Regions from separate parts of the Arachis hypogaea genome. Here region 2 is linked to region 1. The links are chromatin contacts, called in public Hi-C maps. All regions are on one chromosome and are shown on one strand. Each heading gives the region's core, a stretch centred on a gene start, on an enhancer-like site or on the middle of the called end of the contact. The rest is flanking DNA. Distances are from core to core; before and after follow the strand shown. Region 1 holds the start of LOC112743886 (protein RETICULATA-RELATED 2, chloroplastic). Region 2 has its middle 3.9 kb from the start of LOC112743045.

The links. A called contact is a pair of places that touch in the nucleus more often than the background predicts.
Region 2: a contact with region 1 is called in a Hi-C map of leaf, with 2.2 times the contacts expected there. The contact joins the enhancer-like site here to the promoter of LOC112743886 in region 1. A contact is called at or near these places in 4 of 8 Hi-C or Micro-C datasets (leaf and an unstated tissue).

What each region holds. Positions count from the first base shown.
Region 1 is chr14:120,634,356-120,641,562 of arahy.Tifrunner.gnm2.J5K5, reverse strand. LOC112743886 (protein RETICULATA-RELATED 2, chloroplastic) reads left to right here and starts at 2,967. Exons shown (of 2, transcript XM_025793301.3): 1 at 2,967-3,575; 2 at 3,785-5,074. The coding sequence starts at 3,790. The coding sequence ends at 4,839. It overlaps LOC112743887, which reads right to left and starts at 2,471. Exons shown (of 2, transcript XM_025793302.2): 1 at 191-2,471. The coding sequence starts at 646. LOC112743885 (putative zinc transporter At3g08650) reads right to left here. Exons shown (of 6, transcript XM_025793298.3): 6 at 6,994-7,207.
Region 2 is chr14:120,674,815-120,681,255 of arahy.Tifrunner.gnm2.J5K5, reverse strand. It overlaps the pseudogene LOC112743888. Among protein-coding and RNA genes, the nearest start is that of LOC112743045, 3.9 kb to the left of the region's middle. Within about 2 kb of position 4,370, at least 2 of the 3 cell types and tissues checked have open chromatin away from gene starts, as enhancers often do.

The sequences.
Region 1 (7,207 bases), core at 1,718-4,217:
CTGCCCCCATCATTCCCCCAAATCCTTGCAGCGTCGAACCTCATCACTATCCGCCTTTTAGTCTCAATCAAACCTATCATATTTAAGCTATGCTTAATTTTTAGGTCCTTCACCATTCTTATTTTTCCATCACCCCGTAACCCCCTAACATTCCAAGAACTAAAATTTATTTATAGTTATTTTGACACACCTGTTTTATATTTTTGAGTCTGCACCGCCTTATCTTTGCCTTCTGTTTTGCCAGCTTCCTCCTTTGTGCTATTTCTTCATTCTGTGCTTGAAGGATTGCCATTATGTCATCTTCTTCATTGCATAACATAGCACCTGATTCTATTGCTAGCTCCCAAGTCTTTTTATTTTCCAACATCTGCTCCTCCAAGCATTGAGTATCACTGTCCCCCTTCTCTTGCTCAATAGCACCCTGCCCGGACACCACTCCTTCAATGCTCTCCCCATCATGTCCAGCATCCACCCTTCCTTCATTCTGATCAAGCGATGTAACTCGACCAGGCCTGAGTCCAAACCGGTTCCCGTCTGCCTCCACAGACCCGATCGCAGCATCAAGCTTACACGGATGACCACCAACGAGGTGCAAGTTGCCGTCCTCCACACCAGCAGGAGCATCACTACTATCACCATCTCCCATCACTGTCTGCTCTGCTTTGGCGCGTGCCTTCACAACGGCAACCCTGTCAGAAAGAACCGCTAGACTATCGGCGAAACCAGACCCATCGGCAGTGACTCCACAGGTTCGGTCGAGGTCTTCTCCACCGCTAGTCTGCCGGCTCCCCAAGGCTGCTGTCCGCCACCTCCCTCCGTGTCCATCCCCAGCGCAGGTGTCACTGTCACCCTCAAGAATGGTCACGCCATCAATAGCCTGAGCCTCTCTCCTGCGCGCCGCAGAGAAGGATCTGCTATCTTACTGCATTATCTCCACCCGACCCGGACCACCCAGCTTCGGTCCAAGAGCAGCTTGCCCAATAGTTGATAGGGATGGGCCTAAATAGCTAGAGCTCCCTTCCACCTCCCTTATTTTGGGCCTAGCCCATTCCTTAATGCAGCCTTGCTTTTTTTGTTTTTTCTTAGTGCATCCTCCCTTTTTTTTTTTTGTTTTTTCTTAGTTGAGACCCTTTTCAGCCCATTACACATAGAACTAAACCCACATGTAATTGTTCTATCAGAATCAGCATCATAGCTAATGCCATTTTCACCCATCAAAATAGCATTTCCTTGAATGGCGCCCTCAACGGCTTGATACGTTACTAAATTTTCGAGATTGTGATTAATTTTGCCTTCAACCCATTTATTCAAAATATCATCAGAAATTACTATTCTACCCTTGTCATCTTCCTTTCTCCGATCCACCACCATTAACAAACCTTCATCCTGGTCACCCCCCTTCGACAGCTCCGGTTGCCTACTCTGCCTTTATCCCTTTTTGCACTCGTGCTTGCTATACCATGATTCAAGATCTCACAGTTTTTGCTTCCATTATCAAAAAAATTCCCCTTACACTGCATGTTACACTCTTCAGAACCAACCTCTTTAACAAAACATCATAACCCCTGGAGCCAAAGGAGAGATGAATTCTTTCCTGAATAACTTCTATTACACTCGTATCAATTAGCACACAACCTACAGTGAACGAGCTACACAATTCTGTCTTCCTCGCACATCCAACTACTGTCCCCCACTAGCCTCCTATCGTATTGAAAGTGTCAACTGACCATACAAGTAACGGGACTCCGAAACATTCGAGCCACACCCTTCTAATTCCACTACGCTTCGACTCCTCCCACCTGGACCCTGTGAAAAACTTATAAGAGACAATTCAACTTAAAGGTGTAAGCTTCGTCAGCATGCTGGTCACTATCAAAGGTCAACAGGACTTTGTATGCTCCCATTTTCCAAATATGAGCGACAGAAGGCAGAATCTTCACTATTGTTTCCTTCAAGGAGATGAACTCAAAAGGCTGCGTAGTAACCCCCACCAGGCTTCGCTGCAACCATTCTAGATTTTCTGCCGCCACTGCAGCTTCCACCTTCTTCGGCTTGCCATTCCCATGCAGGTTTTGGTCGATCTCCTTCCTACGTAAATTCTGTCCCGTTGACAAGGATCCATCGTCACATACTTCCCGATGCGACTGCCAAGTTGATGGGTTATGGTTATCCCTCCTTGTCTTCCCTTATTTATGTCATTTTTCATGGTTCTCGACATTTGTCTGTACTTAGCTTCACCCACAAAAACAGCTTTACCTCTCACTCTCAGCCGATTCATTTCCGCTATAGCTTTCAATGCCCCTTCCTTCATCGTGTATCGTATGAAGGTAAAAAAGTACATGCCACCATTTTTTTGTTTTCGGGATAGATATATATCGTTGATGCGCCCAGCCCAATTGAACAACTGGAATAACTCTCGCTTTGATATGTCTTCAGAAAGATTATCCACAAAAACGGAAAAAAATTCATATTCCAAATGTCGATACTCTTCTCCATTCCAAACCCTGAGATCTTTGCCGTATTCCTTAATCCTACCCCCTCCTCCCGGAAATGGATCCTCTCTATTTTTTTAACACTTGAGAAAATAAAGTGTGATCTCTCACCTTTAATTCTATAAGTGGGATAAAAAATAAATAGGAGAGAGAGAACAATGAATAGTAAGATTAAACACTGGATATCATCCAGTTTTTTTTCCACTGGAGAGGATTTACTCCCGGGTCTTTCACTCTCTCTCTCTCACTCATGTTACATATCACTGGTATTTTGACAAGATGGAATGGTTGCTCAACATCCTCACCCACCTTCAAAATGCTTTTGAAAAAACTTCTTTTTAAATATTATAAAGATTAATTATTCTTAATAATTTTAATATTAAAATTTTTTTTAATAATTAAAATTTTCAAACTGTTTTTGTAACAATTTTCCGAGTTTATTGCTATATATTCTTTAGGATGTAATGCTTAACCGTACAAATGTATGCTCCTAAACTAAAGCTTAAAATTCGTCAAATGAAATAAAAGAGCAAAGCTGAAAGAAAAGGATACAACTTTTTATTAAGGAATGTATTCTTTTGCTTTATTTTTATTTAATTTTTTGGCGTTAATTCCAAATTTACAAAATCGTAATTAGGGTTTTTGATGGAGCCCAATTTTCAATTTCTCACCAACCCAGTCCCATTTTCCGTCCAAATTCTTGCCCCATTCATTCACCATGTGTCACTGCCACCTTCCCAACTAACCTAATTTTTCCACCATCTCCATTTCCTTTCACTCCCCATTTTTTTTTTCTTTTCTTTTCTCTCACTGAGGGATTGCCACATTTACAATATACAATACAAAATTTAATAATTTGATTCTCTTTCTTCGTTAATCCGTCACTCTCTCCATGTTCTCACATTAATTACTCACCTTAGGCTTACACTACTCCCTGTCACTTTGGTTTCTCCAGAAAATATCATAAAGTTGAAGGAGGAAAAGAGAAGGGTTTTTCTATTTCAAGGTTTCAGTATTCCTTCTTGGACTCACTAGTCACAATAACAAGGGTTTTTCTGCACTCACTCTAGAGTTCAGATCCAGGTAAAATCTCCACGAATCATCCTTTTCATTTACCAAAATTTTGATTTCTGGAATATCTTGTGCATGATCATGGGTGAATGAATGAATGATTTCTTGCTGTGATGATGATCATATATGAGGGGATTATTTGATATTTGTTCCACTTTTCTGTTGCCAAAAAGTGTTTTTTATTTTATATTAATTTTTTTATGTTAATATTAGTGTCTCAGATCAAATGGCAGCCATGGCGCAGCTTCGTTTTTCGCCTCTCTCTGGTCACTACCATGCCTCTGTTTTCCCAACATCATCATCATCTCAGCCCCAGAATCAATCTTTGTATCCCATCAAACTACTACCACCAAGATTGAAACTTTCCTCTGCTGGAGGTGATGGGGGAAACGGGATTGGACATGGTGGAAGTGGTGGCGGCAGTGGTAGTGATGGTGGAAGTTGGGGTCATGAAGGAGATCATAGTGATTCATCATCTTTTGGGCCTCTTGGTTTTTTTCTTAATGGATGGAGATCAAGGGTAGCTGCTGATCCCCAATTTCCATTCAAGGTTCTGATGGAGGAGTTGGTTGGTGTTAGTGCTTGTGTTCTTGGTGACATGGCTTCAAGGCCTAATTTCGGGTTGAATGAGCTTGACTTTGTTTTCTCAACCCTTGTTGTTGGTTCAATCCTCAATTTCACACTCATGTACCTATTGGCACCAACCATGTCAACTTCCTCATCACAATTACCATCAATTTTCGCGTCTTGCCCCAAGAGTCACATGTTTGAACCTGGCGCATACGGTCTGTTCGAACGGCTTGGAACCTTGGTGTACAAAGGAACCATCTTTGCTGCCGTCGGATTCGCAGCTGGACTAGCTGGAACTGCTCTCTCAAATGGGTTGATTGCGATGAGGAAGAAGATGGACCCCGAATTTGAGACCCCAAATAAGCCTCCCCCTACGATGTTGAATGCTCTAACATGGGCAGCACACATGGGATTCAGCAGCAACTTTAGGTACCAAACATTGAATGGAATTGAGTTCTTGTTGGAGAGAGGGCTCAACCCATTTTTGTTCAAGTCCTCAGTGTTGGTTCTGAGGATGGTCAACAATGTCCTTGGAGGAATGTCCTTTGTGGTGTTGGCAAGGCTAACAGGAGCACAAAGTGTTGGTGGTGGCGAACACCAGAAGGAACAAGCTACTGTGGAGATTGGATTTGCTTCTGAGAAGGAGAAGTTGGTGGAAAGGGAAGAGGAATTTCAGAGCAGTAACCAATCAGCGTCATCAAAGTGATTTTGAAAAATCACTCTTATGTTATTGCTTGTTTTCCTAATAGTTTATCTATCTTTTTTAAACCCTTTGTGAAGGGTTGTTGGGTGAGGCTTTTCTTCTAAGTTTTCTTTAGGTCCTTTTGATTTTCTTCTTTTCTTATTATTGTTATTATCATTCTAATGTCATAACTTTTGAGAAAACTATTGAGGCAGCACCAAAAATAAGTGAGTAAATGAAAAAGGGTAGATTTGAGATATTGGTAATGGTGATCCAAATTTTGTGGCATTTTGATTGTATATTTTTGGTGAAAAACTGATGGAAAAGGAACAACATAGGATTTGGTCACGGCGGCTTGTGATACCTGAAACAATAATGACATGCCAAAACATTATGGTCATCAGGTCAAGCAGCTGGTTCTGATTTTGTTTCTGTTCATTTTGTAGGCTTTTCTTGTCGGTTGCTAGATCAATTATTGTATTAAAATAATCTGAGAAATCTAGTTTCTGCAGAAATTTCCACCAAATTTGTTGGAGAATAATTCTCTTAAGTAGGACAAGTATAAAGGCCTTGATGAGTATTAGAGCCGGCAAAATGGTTTAAACTTATAGTTAATAATAATAATAATAATAATAATTTATCAAGTCATTTACTCATTTTGGCATATTTTCAAGTTTAACTCCTGTTGGAATTGGACAAATAAAGGCAAGTTGATTGTCTATCATCTCTGTTGTAAGAGAAGGAAATTATCAGGGTTTTATTTTTGTTATTATTATTTTTTTTAAAACAAAGATAATTGGCAATAAAAGATTGTCTTATTTCAACTGTATTTTAAAATTTCGACAAAATTTAGATTATTTTTAGGTTATTTTCTAATGACACCCTTATTTTATTTTCTATATTTTGGCATAATGTCTTCTCTTTTGAATAGAAATTAATCACTACAACGCAGAAATCAAATGTCTAGGAAGATTACTATATACCCAAATTAATTCTAATCACAATTATTCCTATGAGGACATGTGAGTGAGTAGTTTTGTCTCATTCACCGAAGTAGGTAGTTATGCTTGGAATGCATGTCATAGTTGTACATGGAGAAAATGACAGCTGAGCAGAGAAACTCAAAATGAATTGTCACAAAAAGAGAAACTCAAAATGCATTGTCACAAAAAAAGGCCAAAACCAAAAAACTGTAGATATTTCAATGGTTTTTTTAATTATTACTCACTAAGTCAGTATAAAAGAAAAATAGTTATTTGTATAAAATATATATAAAAATATAAAATATATATTAAAATATGTTAAATAATATATATATATATATATATATTTATTTATTTATACACAATTACATGATAACTAATTTAATAACTAATTTTTAGTGTGTATATCATTTTTTTTTTTAGCATATTCAATTAACATTGTTCCCTTGAAATCAACTTTAGATGAATTTTTTGGACTTAAAGAAAAATCTACCTACCTAGTTTTGTGATATGAATGTCTATTAATAAAGTATAACTTGCTTTATCAAATGGACAGCTCAGCTTTTCGATATTAAAGGAATTACCTTTTTAAGATATTTAATTAATGAAGTTTGAAAAGTTAAGTACGTATATAAATAGGGAAAGCAAGACTTGAAACAAAATACACAACACAAGCATAAAAGCACTTCTTTCCATATATGTACTCTTATCAACATAAGAATTAGTTAATATATGTGAATATTAATACTAGAATTTTTTATTTATATTTTTTTATTTTATATTTATTTTCTCTTTCTTATTTATTTATTTTACAACCCCTATAACTTAATTTGTCTTTAAGGCACCAATTCTATATCATCATTTTATCAACACAACCAACAAAAATATACTCTTTCATTACTGTGGTAGGAGTATTATCTTCAGAACAAATTTAAAAGGAAAATTCCAAATTTGCAGCAGCAATTCCAGCAAGTGCACATTCACATAGGTACTTGGGGAAATAATTGTGCATATATAACACCTTTGGTTGGTATACTACAAGAACAACAAAAGCCTTATTCTATTAAGTGAAGTCTGGCATTTGGTTGGTATACAATTTATTAATTTGTTTTATGTATTGTTACACAGTAACAAACTACTTCATAGATCTTGTTGAACATGGTCAAGAAAACAAGAGAATTCATATATGATGATATATCAAAAGTCACAAGATGCTATATGTATTAGAAAATGGGCCAACAGCACCATGAAATATCAGATCTATATGTCACAACACCTATTGAGAGAGGATTAAAAAAAGAAAAAAAAAAATCTTACCATTTCCACCTTTGGTAAAACTATATATACAAGTAAAAACTCATGTACGACACATAAGGCACATGTTCTAAACAAAAACTTCGTTGAATTGT
Region 2 (6,441 bases), core at 3,121-5,620, 38 kb before region 1:
GTGCTTTTCTTTGGGTATAACTCGGCCTTTGAGGTCTTGCACCCTAAGGTACAGCTCTTGGATTATCTGGACCGCCTTCTCTCCTAGGCCGTCGGGTGGCCGGGCTTCAGTGGGAGGACGGTTGTCCTCTCTTGGTTGTTGCTGGGTTGGGGTTGGTTGGCGATGTGCGCGCTTATTATCCTCTCGTAGGTGGGAGGAGTGTTATCTTGGAGTTCGGGAGTTGGGGTGTTGGGTGGAGGATTGCTCCTCGAGGTTCTCCATCATGCCGCCACGATTTGGCTGTCTCCCGCATCTGTGCAAGAACCTTGAGAACTTTCTTGATCTCTTGGCTCCTGAGAGGTCTGAGCTTGGCCACGGTGGTAGCGTTTAAGGAGGTCATTCATGATGAGCTTCCTTATGAATTTTTAGTAAGGTTCGAAGGGATCATGGCGATAGAGTTGTCATAGGTGAGGCGGCGGATGGTAGAGATTTGGAACCTGGTGTTGAAGGAGGTGACCTCGTGGGTTTGGAGGAAGCGCTTGAAAAGTTCAAAAGAAGAAGCAACCACGGTGGGCATGGAGCCGAAATAGAGGGAGAAGATGGGGCCATGGCACTTGGAGAGACGGATGAGGGAATGGTGAATGAGAGGGTCCAAGAGGTAGAGGTGTCCCACTAAAGGGAGGCGAGACTTTGGGCTCGGAGGACTTGGAATTTCACCATTGGAGTAGGGCGAAGGTGCATAAAGAGTGTTATCACTAAGAAGATGATTGCAAGTCGAAGAAACATTGTTCCTTTGGGATTTCTCCATTGGAGTAGGGCGAAAGTGTGTTATCACTGCAAAGGTGATGCAAGTTAAGAAAACATTATTCCTTTGGGATTTCGCCGTTGGAGTAGGGCGAAGGTGTGTTATCACTGCAAATGTGATGCAAGTTAAGGAAACATTATTCCTTTGGGATTTCGTCGTTGGAGTAGGCTGAAGGTGTGTTATCACTGCAAAGGTGATGCAAGTTAAGGAAACATTATTCCTTTTTGCTCTCAGTTACACGCAAGAAATCTGAGTTTGATGCCGGATGTACAAGATGTCTCTGGTACGGGTTGAGAGATGGATCGAGAACTTGCGGGTTGAGGCAGATGCCGGATCACTTGACTGGAGCAATGGGGGGAGGTACCTGCAAAGACACTTCGACGCTCAAGTCAGAATGGATCTAAGATGTATAAGGTGTGAGGAATGAATAAATACCTGGAGGGACCTGGGTCCTCTATTTATAGGTGATGGTGAATATCTTATCTTATCTTATTTGGCTAAGATAAGGGAGACGTTTGAATTATCTTATGTTATCTTATTTTGCTAAGATAAGGGAGACATTTGAATTTGAAAGTTGGTTAGGAGCTCTAGTGGGCTGGTTCCGGGCCTTCTGGAAGGGCGAAGTGGGTCAGACCCTGGTAACCGGGTTCGGGGACCGTTCCGGGTGTAGGATCTGTGGGCCGGATCCGTAACAGTTGCCTCCGGAGCGAGAGAGTGAGGGTGCTCGGTCTCATCGCTGGAGGAACCTTTTCCTCGCCGTTGTGGTTTGGCAATGAAATCGTTGTTTAGTTTTTTCCGATAAAGGTCGAGAATTTTGGGAAGTTTCTAGCCGTTTCATGGTTAGGCGAGGACCGCGTTTTTTGTGCGTCTCATCACATGCCGGGTTTGATGACTGTTCCGAGAAAGGGCCCAGAGATCGGGTCTGGAACAATAATGTATATAAATTAAATTTTTAATTAATTAATATTTGACTATTGACTATATAGGAAAAAATTTATTACGTAATATTTAATAATATCATAAAAACAATAATCACAGTTGTTAATATTTATAGTGGATATATAATTTATTTTAATCGGATATTCTCTTACATATTTAATTTCTTGCATGATGAGTTGCTACTATATATGGAAACTAATTCTATGAAAAAAATTGTTGATTTAATTCAGAGAGATAAGACTTGTAACTTTATTGAATTATTTTAAGGTTTTGAGTTCGAATAAGGATTAATTTATCCAGATTTATTTATATATATAATGGGCACAAATGTTAATCTTTTAAATAAAAGTAAACCGATATATTAATTTATTTCATTTACTAGCATTTTAACAAATAAAACTTTTAATGCGTTTTACTTTGTGGGAAATAATAATTCTGCTGATTTTGATAGATTATTAACATAGGTCCAAGATGGCTTTATTATGTTCTTTGATTAATTTAATTTTATTTTAATGTTAGGTGTCTTAGACAAGTTTATCCTTATCATCATATACAACATCCAAAAAAGGAAATTAAACTAAAGATTGGAATAAAAAAAAAACAATTTTGTTAGGTGAATAATAAGAGATCGAAGAATTAACATAAATAACGAATCGCATTTTAAGTTTTTACTAATTATCTAAAATAAGAATTATATCTAATTAATTTAAAATTTAATTTTTAAAATTAAAATTACTTTTTTTAACCTATTATTTATATTATTAAAAAATATTTCTATTAAAAAAAAGATGATTGTATCAAATGAGGGGATATACCTATAGCTATAGAGATAATTCATAATTTCATATTCACAACTTCCTTTCTAATAAATAATCTATTAAAAAAATGTTATGAAGATATGCAAAAGTTATTTATACTATGAGATCTTCGAAGAAGGAGTTAAAAAAAATGAAAAAAGAAAAGCTACTTCACTTTGCTAAACCTAAAATGAAAGAATAAAACACAGTACAGGATACAGACTGTTCTCGAAAAACTATAAAATATATTTGAAATCTGTCCAAAACATGAGACAAATAAAATATTTGCACAATCTACTGAGAAGCATATATCAACCAAAGAATAAATTAAAAAAGAACAATGGTGATTAGAAAAGGAGTTAATTATTAATTATTAACAACTAATAAGTATAAGAAAAAAAGTTTAAATTATTCTCATTATTCTCTTTTCTTGTAAATATTAGTTTTGTTTTCTATTCGTGAGATAAACATTTCCTTAAAATTTGATATTATAAAGTAAAAGATGTCAAAATGAGAAATGAATTAATTGAAAAACTGTTAATCACTATAAAATGAAATGAGTTCACCTAGTATATTTTTCTTAATAAAAATAGAACTATTTAACTTTGCAAGTCAACATAAATAATCACTATTTCTATCTATTAAAAAAACGGTGCCTAATATAAGCAAATTTGACCTTTTAAAAGAACGAAGAATAATGCTAATAAAATAATAATTCAAACTTTATTATAGAGAGGCAAAATTTGTTTAAAAAATATACATAATTCATATGTTCTTATGTTAGTTTTATATGCAATTTAAATAGACTAATTTTATATAGAAATATTTCTTCAAAGAAAAAAAAATGTACTGTCTCCAGCATGGCCAGGTCCCAAGGGCAAATTAAAGGAGGAGCATGCATCAAAGCAAGAGTGGTTCCAATTGTTTGGTAGGTTCATTCGAATAATAATGCATATTGCAATATACAAATTAAAGTCAATAATTTAATTAATAAATACTTGATATTTGTTATTATAATTACCTATTGAAAAATTAGCAACCTTGATGGATGAATATAATGAAATTGCTCCACAAAAAAGCCGCACAAAAAATATATATTAAAATCACAATATAAGATGGCTCATTCAAAAAACCAACATAAACCGACCGGAATTCAATCATCATATTATTCAACCGAAGACCAAGGATAGTACAACAATATTGAAAAAAAAAAACATTATTCTCATGGTCTATGATAAAAATATCATATAACATACTTTGGTTTCTCATTGCGAATTTGCGATATTATTTAACTTTTCATTGGTACATATAAGAGAGGTCAATATACATGATATTTTAGAACATATTTAATACGTATTTTAAAAATATTTTAATAGTATATATAGAAATGATGAGTATCTAGCTAGCCATAATTATTTTAGGATATGCATTAAATAATGTATTAAAAAAAATCTTATTATGTATATACCAAAAAAAAAAAAAAAAACAACCACCAATCAATCATTGTATATATATGTAATATCTCATAAATTTTTTACTATACTATTATAAAAAATTTGATTATTGATTTATTACATATTTGATTATTTTATTATATTAAATTAATTATTCTGGTAGTTCAATATTTAATTAAAAAAATACATGAACTAATATATAAATTATAAATAAATATATAATGATTTTTTTTTTGTATAGACATAATAATTTTGTTTAAAAAATATGTAAGTATTTGTGAAATTAGAGGTAGGTGATTGGTTGAATGTCAAAACGACGTAGTTGTGAACAGGGTGGAGGTAGCTTTGTGAGAGTGTATATATGGTCCAGCTAAGACCCCGTTGGCAAACATCATTATCCTTCAACATTCATTTCATTCACATTCTCATTTCTATTTTCTTTTCAAATCTAATTAATTAACATTGTGTAGTTATGATTTTATTAAAATTTCTTTTATTTTTATATGAAAGACGAATTCTATTATTCTAGCTAGGGCCATGTTATATTTTTGGTTACGTAGAAGTAGAAGAACAACAAAAAGAAACAATATTATTAATTAGGGAAGCATTGAGATTAATTTGATTCGTTGCATGCCAAACACGCGTATCCACCTGACACCTGTTGTTGGCTGTTGTTGGTGGTGGTTTTGTTGTTTGTGAACCCTTTTTCTTAATATAAACATTGTTGTTCTTTATGCCTTTGCATTGCATTAATTCTAGCACTAAAAATCAAATCACATTGTTACTTGAAATCTTGAATACTATACTAAATTTAATAATTCTACTCTGCAAAACAATCATAATAAAATTAGGGAAAAATTACAAATGCACAAAAAATACCGGTATTTTAGTTGTTTTAATCGTTAATTTTAATTAATATATATTATATATATTTTTTATAATTTATATCAATAATTAAAACAACTGAAACACTGATCGATACATTTAAAACAATTAAAACACCGATATTCTCAGTATATTTAAAACTCTTAGTAAAATTAAATCCACGTATTACATTGTGTCAAGTGCTTCAATTCCACTAGAATAATCTAAATTTTTTAATAGTAAATAATAATTATATTTATTTGTTCTTATTTTTTTATTAAATTTAAAATATATATTAAAAATAGTCACTAAAATTAATTATTAACATAAATTAAATTAAATAATACATATTTATATATAAATATATAATGATTGATTTTGACCTATATATATATATATATTAATCTTTTATTAAAGTATTATGAAAATTATTTTATTATCATATTGTATATGTCTGTATCCTTATATTTGTATTTCTCAATGGTTTCTAAATACAAAGTTTTATATTTATATTTTTTAAATTAAATCATTTGTGCAGTCAAATATTAGGATATTTATTTATTCTTTTGTAAACAAAAATTTAATTAACAAACATATCTATTTAAAGATTTTTTGTGCTTGTTTAGTAAGAATTGTTAAATATAAAAATAAAAATTAGCAATCAAATTAATTCTTCATAAATAATATATATTAAAATATAAATATATTAAAAATAAATTAAATCATACATATATTTGCACATAAATATAAAATGATTATTTTTTATATGTATATAATATTTTTTGTTTAATAGACATATAATATTTATTTATCCTAAGTAACTTTTAAGTAATAGTTTTTTAGTAAATCTAAAAGTAGTTTCACCTTTTTTTTATATCCTAATAAGAGTAATAAAAAGTTCAATTAAAAAAAAAAAACAAATTAAAATAGTTTCACACAAATATAAAAAAAAAATAGTGTAACTCATTAATTCAATAGTAAAGAGAAAGGACCACCTCTGACCTCAACTTCTTTGTGACTTGACTTTCAGGGTTTTACTGCATTCAACAACCAAAACCATGGCTACTGTGAAAAATCTCTTTTTTCACGACCACAATATCAGTCATTTTTAACCTTAAAATTGAGATGCACATGCCGCAGTTTCCTAAAACGGAGACCCACTTCCCTTCTTAGTGCTCTGTCTTCAAATTATTTTTTATCATTATTTCCTTTTGTTCTTATTCCATATTTTCGTAACACAGCCCTGTGGACAAGAAAAAGAAAAAATATATATATATATAAGTAATTAAATAAAAGAGTTAAAACAAATAAAATTAAATAATATTAAATAAATAAATACGCCATATATTTTGTTGTTTTTCCTTTTTAGTTTTTTTTTTCTAAAATTTCAGAGAGACTTGTCCACCTTTTTTTTTTCTTTTTTTTATTTGTTACAGAAACCCTCCTTTATTGATGGTGCTGTGTTTTTCCTTTTTCTTCTGCAAGAACTACACCTACTAAACCTTCTTTTTTTTTCAACTTTTTTTTGAGGTTTGGTTCTCTTCCAATCTTAAAAGAAAAGGAAAAACGAAAAAGGTGAGAGCCATGTCAGGCTTGTACAATC